2 separate regions of the Salmo salar genome follow, and region 1 is linked to region 2. The links are chromatin contacts, called in public Hi-C maps. All regions are on one chromosome and are shown on one strand. The core of a region is the stretch at or near the end of the contact, and the rest is flanking DNA. Distances in the headings are between cores, read along the strand shown.

Evidence for each region. Hi-C and Micro-C count contacts between places; a contact is called where the count stands out from the background.
Region 1: a Hi-C map of muscle shows a contact between it and region 2, with 2.5 times the contacts expected there. The contact joins the promoter of LOC106565918 here to the enhancer-like site in region 2. A contact is called at or near these places in 2 of 3 Hi-C or Micro-C datasets (gill and muscle).

Annotation. Positions count from the first base shown.
Region 1 is chrssa12:70,370,851-70,373,550 of Ssal_v3.1, forward strand. It overlaps LOC106565918 (ERBB receptor feedback inhibitor 1), which reads left to right and starts at 1,382. Exons shown (of 4, transcript XM_014133616.2): 1 at 1,382-1,626.
Region 2 is chrssa12:70,331,974-70,334,673 of Ssal_v3.1, forward strand. No RefSeq gene overlaps it. Among protein-coding and RNA genes, the nearest start is that of LOC106565959, 21 kb to the left of the region's middle. Within about 2 kb of position 1,413, at least 3 of the 13 cell types and tissues checked have an H3K27ac peak or open chromatin away from gene starts, as enhancers often do. A contact at or near this core is called in muscle, where this site is marked.

The DNA of each region.
Region 1 (2,700 bases), core at 132-2,631, 39 kb after region 2:
TTATCTGTTTCTAACTACAGGAACAATTTCAGAACAATCTGAAATGGTGGGTGTAATGGCTTGCTGAAATCGACATGGAACGACCCTGTGCCTACCTCCTTATCTCCACAGGAGACATCCGTATTACCTAAACCTACGCCTCCTCTCTACTTCTCTCTGTCTCCGCTCAGCTTTCTGTGTGAGCGTTTTACATTCATTTTGTCTTTGTTCCACTGAGTCTAGCTGGAAACGATAAAGCACAGCTACAAACAGAGTGTTGATAGAGTCAATGGTACATCCAGAATAAGACTGACAGAGGTATGTGTATGTGTGTGTTGTATTCTCTGTGCTATGCAGTTGTGTTCAGACAGGTTAAGATTCAGTCTGGGTCCTCAAACAACCTCTGTCTGCCCAGGGACTGCCAGGGATCAGCCAGTGTGGCGTCACACAAAGCCATGAGCACAGAACAGCTCATTAAATCCCTACCTGAGTTGCTAACAAAAATGATCTTTATCTTCATGCTGTAATGCAAAATGCAATTTAGCCACCTTACCGTACAATATGTATTCCCCTCTCTCCAGTCCAACTAATACAAGAGTGTAAGAGTACGGTCTGCAAAGGCCACAATTTGTGCTGTATTTATTTGTATTGATAAGCACTCTAAACACTTACTCCCAGCATAATCTGTAAAACCTAAAATACTGCAACACACAATAAAATGTGCAACACTCAAGGACTGTAGATACAACTGACTTTTGTTATGTCAGACGATAGTGTAGCCCAGGGATTTTCAACTCTTACCCTATGAGGTCTGGAGCCTGCTGGTTTTCTGTTCTACCTGATCATTAATTGCACCCCCCTGGCGTCCCAGGTCTAATTCAGTCCCTGATTAGAGGGGAACAATGACACAATGCACTGGAACTGACTCTGAGGTTCAGAGTTGAGTTTGAAGGCCACTGTAACCTACTGTACTGTAAAGAGGTGGCAGGTAGCCTAGTGGTTAGAGTGTTGGACTAGTTAACCGAAAGGTTGCAAGATCGACTCCCTGAGCTGACAAGGTGAAAATCTGCCCCTGAACAAGGCAGTTAACCCACTGTTCCTAGGCCGTCATTGAAAATAAGAATTTGTTCTTAACTGAATTGCAATCACACAATTTTAACCATTGTGTACCAACTGTTAATTACACAAAATATCTGTAAATGTGTTATTCTTAGTGAATCCTGCAAAACACATATAGCCGCATAAATAATTTTAGGTATGCATATACATTATTCATGTAAAGTGAAAGCATAAAATATTCACCAATAGTCGACTGTGCAGGTGTTGTGTGTGCAGGCCGCTAAATGGAAGCTATGTCTTTAAGAGTTGAGTGAAAGGCGGAGCCAGAGTATATTCTTGTAGCGTGGTGGAGCTTAAAAGAACATCACTCACAACAATAGTATTTATTGAGTAGTCTCTCAGAACAGAAATAATAGTTACTGTACCAAATGCGTTGTCCTTTATTTCTGCTCAGTACAATAGCAGACTGAAGCTTGTAAATTGGGCTATACTAACGTCTACAGCAAAACACGGGAAGTAGAACTGTCGCCAAAAGAGGATTCTTAACGTTTCTAAGTAACAGCTGAGGGAAAACTGTGAGGTTGTCAGGTGAGCTGTTAAAACATCATGGTTTGCAGTGACATGTGTATTTATTTATTTATTTATTTGTGTGTGTGCGTGTGTTGATGACGGCAGCAGTGATTGATGCAATCTCTTATATCTCAGCCGGGACATTGTATCATACATTGCCGTTATAATATCTTTATTATACTGCTATGCCTTTTCATACTAAACAATACACTACTATACAATATGTTAATCTATTCAAGGTTGGAACAACTTGTTCTCCCTGTATAGCTAAAATTAGGCCTGCACTTTTAATTCCAGTATGTGACAGCTATTTGGTTCGTTATAGAGACAAATCACTGTCACATACTAGAATTAAGTGTAGGACCCATGTCATGTAAATGTGAATACAATACCGATATAACTGTATTGATTTGGGGTGAAAAGTTGATAGTTACATATCGGTATATTATTTTTGACGATATATATCGCAATATTATTTTTAACGATATTACTGTTATTTTTGCGCTAGTCAGCTGTACCTGCACCAAAACTGCTGTTTTTTTCTTTAGCCTGTTCTCCATCTTCTTTTAAAATCTGGAGCCAATATGTTTTCAGCATTTATTTCCGTGACGGATCAAAACTCGTTTTCTCATGGCTCTCTCTTGTCCATGTGCAGCAGACATATAGTGAGCAATAGGTTTGGAACATCGAATCGCAATAAAATCACAGTATGGAATAGCATTTATACAGAATCACGAAACCTATAGAATCGCTATACCTATCGTATCGTCAGCTAAGTATCATGATAATATTGTATCGTGAGGTCCCTGACTTACTGACGATGTCAAGAGTCAAGAAGTGATGGATCCTTATTTCATCAGTTACTTGAGATTGGAAAAAACTTATATTATGGAGTGAGCCACTTGTAAACTCGAACAATCAATCCTGTAAAGCAAGGGAGTGTGTGCACTGTTTGCTTGCAGCACAGGTAGAGCGGGTATGGTTGCTCGGGAAACCGCTGCATGGATGTCGTAAGTGGGGTGTGAACCTCTATGTTTTTCTGTGCCTAATGTCGCTGTGTATAGTAAGGTTATGTCCCGAAATGTCACCATA
Region 2 (2,700 bases), core at 163-2,662:
TGAGTACCTGTTTCTTTGTTAACTGCTCAACACAGAATATCCACAGATAGAACAATGAGACAGATATTTCACCGGATGTATAAATGTGAAGCATCCGCTTGGCGTTTCCACTCACTACCAAATATGGTAGTGAAAGGAAGCTCAGTGGCCGGCAGTGGGAGAAGATGGAACGAGATAGATTTTGTCCGACATTCTGAAAATGTTCTCATCGATGAAACATTTGACCTCAATACAGTTCCCAAAACGAAAATCTGTTGCGAACAGAGTGGACAAAGTTTTGTAGACCTTACCCTTTGCCAATTTTCCCAAAAATGGCATTGTTTATAAGGACAACTCAGAATAGCCTATGCTATTCTGTTCTTCTGAAATAGACTACATTTTCGTCATATCATGTTTCTTTAGACCTGTCTAAAATAAATAAGTGATTTATTGTGATGGTGTAGGCTATATTACATGGATTTATTAGACTTTTTAAAATGTAGATGTTCCAAAGGTTTGTTTGTAGGCTATGTGTGGAAGCCAGGAGATGCTAAACCACCACAGCCCTATGTGAGGGCTACATTACTGTGGTCCTTCAATGATGAGCAATGAGACAAATATGAAGATTGACCCGTGTCTGTGTGTGTGTGAGAGTATTAAAATACAAAGAGATGTTATGCTTGTGTGAAAGAGCTTGCTTTTACTTTATGTGGTTGTTGGTGCTTGTAAAGGGAGAAAATGTGCAATATTGTATTTGATTTACAAGCAGGTTTTAGTTTGTGTGTTTTACAGATGTAAATGTGGAGTGTATGGTGAGAATAACATTGATTGTTGACGTGCGTAGTAGGCCTGGGAATTGCCAGGGACTTCACAATACTATATTATCACAATACCTTTGTGCCGATACAATATGTGTTGCGATTTTCACGATTCTCACAATTCTACAAAATCAATACTGTGATTTTATTGCGACTCGATGTTCCAAACATTGCTCACAATATGTCTGCTGCAGAGGGACAAGAGAGAGACATTAGAAAACAAGTTTTAATCAGTCATGGAAATAAAAGTGATGAAAATAAATTGGCTCCCTATTTAAAAAGAAGATGTAAAATAAGCTATAAAGGAAAAATACTGGAGCTTTGGTGCAGGTACAGCTAACTAGCGCAAAAATAATATTGCGATATTGTAAAATCTATACTTCATCCAAAATAATATCCAGATATGTAACTGTATCGATTTTTTTATTTTATTTTCCCATCACTAGTGCGTAGGCAAAGTACTTGACTCTGTATGTAGGTATGGAGTGTATGTTTATATGGTTAACATGTGGGTGTATGTGTGACTGTGTGTTGGAGAGGGGTGTGCAAGAGTCTGTGTGGGAGTGTGTGTGTGTGTGTGGTGGGGGTAAAGTGGATGGTTGACTCCACTGGAATGCGGCGCTGACTCAGTTCGTCTGGCAGCCATAGCCTTGCTCACTCTGTGGACTCATTCACACTCTACACCCACCTTTTGGGGTGGGGGGGGGTTGCCTGTTGCCTCATGTCGGATTTCCGGCAAGTGTCTTGGAATTTCAGGGAACGGAGCTCCAGGAAGCCCAGGGACGCTGCCTTGTTTGGGTTCTAGTCAAGTCTGGCCTCAGTTCTCTGCCGTAAACAAACCAATCCCCTGGTTACTGCTGTATACAGTATAATAACAACACAAACTCACTCCTCACTGTGTGTCTCAAAAGATAGTTAAAGCCTCAGCATAGCCACGTGAAGATGTTTGGAGGTGGGGGTGCTGCGATTTTATTTATCCGGGTGGGCAAATATACATGTTTTGCCCGTGCTACAGACGGCTATATCGGTCCGCTAATACAGGCCCACACATATATTTTTTGGTGTTCAGATTTTTTTATTCTTATCTTTCAGGGGGTGCTGCAGCACCCTCAGTACCCCTACTTCCCGTGGTTATGAGCCTCAGCCAGTCTTAAAGGGCAATTCTGCCACTTTTCAACCTCATATTCATCATCTCCAGCACCAAACCAGTGTCTACATGTGTAAAAACAGCGCGTTTCTATGATCTATGATTAAAAAGATTAGAAGAAAGGTCCTAAAAAATGCTTCACTGTAACATCACAGGGTAGGATTAAAAAAGCTGTGATTTTTTTTACATCTGCAATGAGTTTCTAGCCCAAGGGAGGGTATTTTGTTGCTCCCCACATCACCTCAAATCTCAGTGTTGAAAATCTTTTTTTTTTTTTATGTTTTAACTTTTGATGTCATTGGGTAGAACTTTTTTACTTTATCATTTTTTTCTACAAAACGTAGGAATATGCCATTTTCACATATGTTCACACTGGTATTTTGCTGGAGATGATGAAAATTAAGTTGAAAAGTGGTGGAGTTGCCCTTTAAAGGCATGTATTCTAGGTGCAGGTGGTTGGTAGTGCTATGATATAACTTGCTTTGTTCTATCAAGAAGAAAAACACTCTGTCTTCTCTGTCCCACGCCTGTCCCACCACCCACCATGGACAGACAGAGAGACCTGCTGTGTCTCCCTCTACGGGGCCACTGGCCACCTGCCCACCCTGCCAGGCTGCTGCTGTCCAGACTGAGCAGATCGTCTTTCAGCCAGGGATTAGCTACACCTCTCACTGGACTGTCACAACAAAACATGCTATCACACAGCAGAGGCTAGCTTATAATACACCAAGAGGAGCTTCTGACATCCCAATCATT